Linked DNA regions of Bicyclus anynana: region 2 is linked to region 1. A link is a contact called in public Hi-C data. All regions are on one chromosome and are shown on one strand. Each heading gives the region's core, a stretch centred on a gene start, on an enhancer-like site or on the middle of the called end of the contact. The rest is flanking DNA. Distances are from core to core; before and after follow the strand shown. Region 1 overlaps LOC112055725 (actin-binding LIM protein 3). Region 2 overlaps LOC112054743 (protein C12orf4 homolog).

Evidence for each region. A called contact is a pair of places that touch in the nucleus more often than the background predicts.
Region 2: a Hi-C map of whole body shows a contact between it and region 1, with 6 times the contacts expected there. The contact joins two enhancer-like sites. A contact is called at or near these places in 2 of 2 Hi-C or Micro-C datasets (whole body and whole larva).

Annotation. Positions count from the first base shown.
Region 1 is chr24:8,523,795-8,527,757 of ilBicAnyn1.1, reverse strand. It overlaps LOC112055725 (actin-binding LIM protein 3), which reads left to right. Exons shown (of 18, transcript XM_052889116.1): 14 at 3,254-3,333. Among protein-coding and RNA genes, the nearest start is that of LOC128199468, 20 kb to the right of the region's middle. Within about 2 kb of position 1,822, at least 5 of the 8 cell types and tissues checked have open chromatin away from gene starts, as enhancers often do.
Region 2 is chr24:8,652,470-8,656,515 of ilBicAnyn1.1, reverse strand. The region is part of intron 9 of LOC112054743 (protein C12orf4 homolog); the gene reads left to right. It overlaps LOC112054746 (ubiquitin thioesterase trabid), which reads left to right. Exons shown (of 18, transcript XM_052889121.1): 6 at 751-865; 7 at 1,698-1,814; 8 at 1,967-2,114; 9 at 2,455-2,540; 10 at 2,781-2,894; 11 at 2,998-3,126; 12 at 3,896-4,037. Among protein-coding and RNA genes, the nearest start is that of LOC112054746, 14 kb to the left of the region's middle. Within about 2 kb of position 2,030, at least 2 of the 8 cell types and tissues checked have open chromatin away from gene starts, as enhancers often do.

The DNA of each region.
Region 1 (3,963 bases), core at 573-3,072:
GATATGGTCGTTATAGTTTGTCCAATAGACTTTATTATTGCTTCATTGTAATGTGAACTCTATTTATTTGTGGTTAGAACTTATTTCGGAATGTCAATGCGTTTATTATTATACTTAAATATATACGCATGTGCTTAATAAGAAAATTTATACCAATTCAATTGTATACGAAATACCTAAGCGAAATTGGCACGTGTATTGTCATCATCACGACTTACTTTTCAGGGTACATCTGTAAATTTTGCTTAGAGATTTATATACACCATTTGAACACCATTACTGTATCTACATGAATATAGAAAACTATAAATATTTACACAAATATACATTTACAATATATAAGTATTAACATTATACAATATACATAATTCATATTTATTTATGAATTAGGCCGGCCGCATACACTCGGTTTTCCGTATAAGTTTTCCAAATGCGCAATTTCTTTACGTTTTTCTTCATTCGGAATGGCAAAGTCTCGCATTCGTTACGTATGCGAGGAATTTGTTACGTTCGGAAAAATACGTGCATGTGCGCTATTTAATGTATTTAATATTAATTCAAGCATTCGGTTTTCCGAAGACAGAAAACGGATTCGGAAAACGAATACGGAAAACGGAATACGAGTGTATGCGGCCGACCTTAATAACATGGTTTATTGAAAACTTTTTTAAATCAACCGTCAATGGGGCTCAAGCATTATTAAGCATTTTATCAGAATTTGCAGAACACATTTTATTCAATCTTCAAGTTGTTAATGCAGCATTAGTGCGTTTTCTTTATTCTGTTTAGTTGGTACTGCAATTTCAGATATATATTATTTAATATACGTAGGTATATACACAACAATCTTATATATTATATTGGTTGCAAATCTTTAAAATTAAAATAATTATCTTAGCATGTCCAATGATAAGTTGATTGCTAAAATATATTCTTTTATTTCTAATTGCGTACTATTTTCAATATAGTAGTGGTAGCATATACGTGTAGTATAGATTACCTGTGAGCGCTAAGTTTCGCCGCGTTGAATGCCCCCATCTACCGCATCGCTCAGTCGGCCTTCGGTACTATGAGCGAGGCGGTACCCTTTGAGTGACGTCACGTCAACGGCAAACTTGGCGCACACATCGTATTATAGAAATCTTAATAACAAGGCAACAGAAATGGCGTTTGGTGATTCTGAAATTCAAGAAATAACTGTAATTCTTAACTGTATTGAGTTTCATGGTCAATAACAACTGTAAACCCGAGAAACGCGCAGAGAGATAACGAGATTATTTTGTCTATATATCGGTCTCTGTATCGTCCCATCGTAACGAAAGAGATATCACAAAAATATCGGTTTTGCTTAAGAGAGAGCAGTCATAATAATCTAGTTATCTTTCGACGCGCTTCTAATGCGGGCTAAAGGCCTTGGGTTTTAAATGCATAGTTATCTAATGGTATTTCGATTACATTGTCAATTCAACTGAACTGTGCAGTTTTCAGTTTTGCTTACACACGGATGATTTAACTGAACATTATGTGCACTTAATTCTGATCAGTTAAAACTAAAGACCATTTTAGGCCTACAGATGTTGAATGACGATAAGGTCTAAGAGGGTAGCGGGTTAATTTAAAAGGGGTACTGGTTCTCTTATGCTACTTAGTATTCACACTCGACATTCTGCAGGGCATCCGATCGATACTCGTGCCTATAATTTCGGAGTGCAACACGCCATTTCATTGCATTGTTGTGTAGATGTGTATGTGTCGTGCGTTGTGTGATGCGTGTGTTGTGTAATGCGTAGTCATGCACGCGCCGCCGCGGCCTGGCTACGGCCTCCGCTCCAGCACGCTGCCCGCCGGCGGACTGCGCTCTTGTAACGTGAGTACCGCTACCCCTAACCCTAACCCTCATTTCTCCTCCTTCTTGGCACCTCTATCCCTAGCTCCACTATCCCTTGTTACCTCTATAAACTCTTGTTATCCCTAATACTTGTTACGCATATCCCTTGTTAACCCGAGCTCTTGTTACCTTTACCCCTTGTTACAACTACAGCTTGTTTCCCCTATTCCTTGTTAGCCTAACACCTCGTTGCCCCTAGTCCTAGATCTCCGACCCCTAGCACCTCTTGTTACCCATACCGTTAGCACCCCTACCAGAACATTTAACTTTATTACTCAATCCCTTGCCCTTGCCACCGCTACTCCTTTATACCCAAACCCTTAGTATTAGTAACCTTACTCTCTATCACCCCTACTCCAATAAACGGAACATCCAACGTGAATAACACCACTGTGATAAAATGCCAGTCTACGCACATTATTAAGGTAAGTACGACTCCTTCACGGAACGAAACTGAAGTAAGTACTAAAAATCCTTTAAAAGACAAAATGAAAAGTCTATCAACACGTATTTGCCATGTGTATGACACTTTTATCCTTATATCCATAGATTATATAACATGTCTCACTAAGCGGCGGAGAGACTTATTCTATATCGATGCTTATATCCTTATATCCACGCGTTCATGTGAAATATACTTACGTGGGTACCTTTCCACTAAGTTATTCATATCCTTGATATCCTTACCCTGAAACAACCTTTAACTTGCACATTGCATGCCAGAGAATATGACCCTATTCCTACCGCTTAATATCTTTATCGATTTTCTATTTACGTAACTTATTAATGGTAGATTACTGGCATGTAAAGTAAGTCTCTATACCTGTTTCTCTTACCCTTTATCCCTGTTCCGAAAGAACCACTTTCAGGCATTTCTCGTCGGTACAAAGTGAACGTGATTTTCGGGATCCTACCGACTGCGACAATCCGAACACGACCAGTGGATAAAGTGGGCTTAGTTCTACTAATAGTTCAATAAATCAAGTCAATCTTAATAACTCAATTCAAACGCGACATCGTATCCTTTCTGACTTGATCTCAAATCTTCAAATCATTTCTAAAATATAGAGTGCAATGGCTGGCTTTAGAACTATTGTCTTAGCCACCTTTAGCTTAGCTCGCTTAGCTACGGGTATATAGGAGAGATTAATCTTACTCCTGTTCTCATGACATGGCTGATAATAATCCTTTTTGAAAAATAAAGAATCTATAAACTTGATAGAATTACTCGCATAGCTAAGTTAAATCAGGGTTCCATCAGTAGTATGGTCACGTGCGGTCGTGTTCGGTCAGTGCGGCGTCTTGTGCGGTTAGTGTGCGGCTAGTATACGGTTAGTGCGCGGAGTACAGTACGCAGTGTTGCAGTGGTGTCGTCTCTCCGCGCGGCGCCGCGACCAGGCTACGGGCTAGCGGCGCGCTCTCACACCTTCTCATCGAGCACTGCCGTGAGTATGATCCAATCATGATCCACATTTTTCTAGGCAAGCGTGTCCCATTTACCTTTGTAGGTTGGGTAAATGTTCCCCAAAAGGTGGTAACTAATTTTTTTTTTTATTCTTTACAAGTTAGCCCTTGACTAAAATCTAACCTGATCGTAAGTGATGAAGAACCTGAGATGGAAGCGGGCTAACTTGTTAGGAGGAGGATGAAAATCCACACCCCTTTCGGTTTCTACACGACACCTTACCGGAATGCTAAATCGCTTGGCGGTACGACTTTGTCGGTAGGGTGGTAACTAACCATGGCCGAATTTTTGTGAATGTTTGTCCGAATCGGTAAGACTGTATAACAAAAAAGTGTATAAATGATATTTCTTATCTAACAGCGGATTTTGATGACTAAACCACATCTCTGGCGCATTTTATAGTAATGTGGTTCTCAACTGAGAGGTCCTGATTTCGATTCCCAAGGAGAATTTTTATTTTCTAAATTGGCTTATTAGTTTAGTGGTATGTTTCGGCCCCCAAAAAAGTCGTTTCTGTAATATTCCATGTAGAAATCCTGAAAAGTAGATACTCTACTTGTACTTCTTCCAAATAAGCCTGTTTCTATCTTAGCATCGTCACTTAACGTCA
Region 2 (4,046 bases), core at 781-3,280, 130 kb before region 1:
ATAAGTCTGCTTAAGAGGATTTTCGATCCGACCTGTATGACAAAAACTGTGTTAACTCGGCGAATATATATCATACTAATATAAAATGGTGAAAGAATTTTTGAAATCGGACCAGTAGTTCCGAAGATTACCCCATTTAAAAAATGTGACAAACTTACAAACTTTACCTCTTTATAATATTAGTATAGACTAGCGTACGCCCGTTCGCGTGAAATTCTGTTTATCACAAATGCCACGGGAACAGGTGATTTCTTCCGGGATAAGAAGTAGCATAATATGTGTTAATCCAGAGTAAAATCTATTTCCATTCCAAATTTCAGCCAAATCGGTTTGCTCGGATTGCAAGACGCAGCGTAACGGAGGAACAAACATACTTACACACACACACACACACACACACACACACACACACACACACACACACACACAATCTTGTCTTTATGATATTAGAGTGAAAAAAAGAAGGATTTCGTTTACTTCTTTATTGTGTGCACACAGCTCGTCGTGTTAGTGATTTTGTGCTATAATGTTTTGTGGTGTAATTGGGCATACATTGTTTAGTGTAGGTACGGAGAACATTTCGGGCAGGGGAGGGGAGTGTTAATGCATTCTCAAAGGTACCTTTAAACCTACACCCAAGTCACAAGTCTTGGAACCTGTCCGAGATGTTTCCTCTACCACGCGCTGTCACCTCACGCATTATATAATATGTTTTCCAAAACAATATCTTTATTACCATGTTTATTACAGACATGCACGTACGAGAACTGGCCGCGCGCGCTCAAGTGCGCCATGTGCGGCGCGGGCGGCAGTCCGCACCGCCCGCACCCCCCGCACCCCGCACACTCCACGTACCCCGCCGCTGGTGAGACACTTAATTTTTGAAAATATTTTGAAGAACGGGCGTATCTCGCTTGTCGCTTGACGGAGGAGCAATGTCCGAGGCTCAGCTGAAATCAATATCTTCTCTTTTTAGTACCAACTGATAAGTTTTTCATCCTACTCCCAACAAGTTAGCCCGCTTCCATCTTAGATTGCATCATCATTTACCATCAGGTGAGGTGGTAGTCAGGGGTTAAAGGGTTGTAAGGAATAAAAAAAATACATGTGGCATAGCATTTTTTATCAACTTATGAAATTATACTTATTGGAGTTTAGTCCTTAAGAATCGATTTTTCTCATATAGCCCCCGGTATGAAAAAAATATAGGCAGTAAAATTCGATGAACGAATGACAGCGTTACGCGCGTGCACGCCGCGACCTGCTTCTCCTCGGTTGCGCACCTTTCACTTTTCAGGTTTAGGTACTGAGACGTACATAGTGTATGCTGCGGGGCAACATACACCTATTTGGATAATCCATCTGAAAGAATAAACCCCATTCGTGCGTCTGAGCTGACACACACTTTCTTTATTTATTTTATTTATGCAGTATTTTTTTTCTTTAGAAAATGAAGTTGGAATCGAACTCTGGTTTAATAAGTTTGCCCCTTGGTTTCATACCACTTGTCCAGTTGAGTCGATATGATAACGTCGACTATGATAACGTGTTAACTTGATGCACGTCTTGGGTGTTAGGTTTATTTTCGTTACGGAATTTCTTGATTCGGTCGCCACGCTCAAAGCCCGCGACGAAAGCTATTCAATAGCTTAATGAACGAAAACAGTAGATGTTACAGATGTCTGTGTATATTTCAGTAGGTATAAACGACCTCTGCAACAGCCAGCCACCCTCACAGCACGAGCTGGACGCGAGCGGGCGGCGCTGCAAGCGGCGGAACAACACCGACTGGATATGGCTGCAGGCCTGCCTCGGTGAGCCTTTCATTTCAAAGAGTTCTGAATCAAACACCTTACTTAACCTAAACCACTAGTTAACTGCTTGTATTTGTAATAAGAATATTAGTAGAACTTTCCCTGACCAGCTCTGCAATTACTAAGCTTCGTGATGTGTTATGTTGTCGCAGGTGTGGTTGAAGGCGACGCGCGCTGCGTGGACGCCTACCTCGCGTCGGGGGGTGACCCCGCGCGCCCCCTCACCGCCTCCGAGGTGGCGTTGCTCAACCGCGCTTCGGCCTTCGACACTGGCCACACGCTGGTGCATCTAGCCATCAGGTAACAGACGTGGACGCCTACCTCGCGTCGTAGGGGCGACCCTGCGCGCCCCTTCATCTCAAGGTAGGCAGTGCATTTTTGCATCTATGACATGCACGCCATGGGTCATTATGTAACAGATGTACGGGTTTGGTTGGAATTATATTTATCTGGCCAACATGTGATGGCTAGCGTTTACATTGTTCGCAAAGTAAGAGAGAGTTATGTTTATGCAGACTGCAGTGGATCTACAAACCAAAATTTTAAAAGAGCGAGTAGTCAAAAGGTCTCCAATTAAAATCCTTACTTAATATCTTACTACCTTACTGCCTTACATTCATTTATGAATTTCAATTTACAGATTTCAAAGACAAGAAATACTATCGACATTGCTGTCTCGAATATCGGGCGGCGGGCCGGGATTGAAGAGGTCACCTTCATACGTAGGTATGGAATTGTTTCTTAAAGTTGATGTCAGTTAAATGCTTGTAAATTTGAACGTTGTATTAAAATGTATAAAACATTTTAATACAACGTTCAAATTTACTTTCCAGAATTCAATAAACATACATGCTAATCAGTTGCTAATCGTGGGTTCGGCTCGAAGGACCAATTACTGCATAACGTATATGCAGTTTTTGGTCCTTCGAGCCGAAACGTTGTTGTTGAATGGCAATGTTGTTACAGCTCCTGATCTGGCGACGGCTATCCGCCGCCACATTGCGGGCTGCGTTCGATACAAGAAGGGCAGCTTTCCGTGCCGGTACATCAACGAGTTCTGCACATTCTCATTACCGTCAGGTATCTATTGGATATATTTATATACACGTTGGTTATGGGAAATATATAATATTATAATTATAAATAAGGCACCATAGATTGCATTGCTCTATTTGTTCTGCAGAAATCGAGGAGCTTCCGGCGGCTATACAGGAGCAGCTGTTCTCAGAGCTGCTGGACCGCGAGGCGCAGCAGACGCTTGAGGCGGACCCGCCGCTCATCAACTGGAGCTTGCATCTCACTGTCACGCTAGGTGAGCAAGTCTTATACAGGAGCAGCTGTTCTCGGAGCTGCTAGACCGCGAGGCGCAGCAGACGCTGGAGGCGGACCCGCCGCTCATCAACTGGAGCTTGCATCTCACTGTCACGCTAGGTGAGCAGGTCTTATACAGGAGCAGCTGTTCTCTGAGCTGCTGGACCGCGAGGCGCAGCAGACGCTTAAGGCGGACCCGCCGCTCATCAACTGGAGCTTGCATCTCACTGTCACGCTAGGTGAGCAGGTCTTACACAGGAGCAGCTGTTCTCGGAGCTGCTGGACCGCGAGGCGCAGCAGACGCTGGACGCGGACCCGCCGCTCATCAACTGGAGCTTGCATCTCACTGTCACGCTAGGTGAGCAGGTCTTACACAGGAGCAGCTGTTCTCGGAGCTGCTAGACCGCGAGGCGCAGCAGACGCTGGAGGCGGACCCGCCGCTCATCAACTGGAGCTTGCATCTCACTGTCACGCTAGGTGAGCAAGTCTTATACAGGAGCAGCTGTTCTCGGAGCTGCTAGACCGCGAGGCGTAGCAGACGCTGGAGGCGGACCCGCCGCTCATCAACTGGAGCTTGCATCTCACTGTCACGCTAGGTGAGCAGGTCTTATACAGGAGCAGCTGTTCTCTGAGCTGCTGGACCGCGAGGCGCAGCAGACTCTGGAGGCGGACCCGCCGCTCATCCACTGACTTAATTATAACAATGACAAGCAATTGTAATCTTTACGTACTTAGTAATAAGGTTGTTTGTAACAGTATGTTGTGTGCAGGTTCCCGTCTATACGCGCTGTGGAACCGCTCGGCCGGCGACTGCCTGCCCGACGCGGTGTGCCAGGCGGCGTACGGCGTGTCCGACCGCGCCAACGTGCTGCGCACCGCGCTGGCCGACACTCTCCACCAGGCGAACCGCAGGTGCTACTC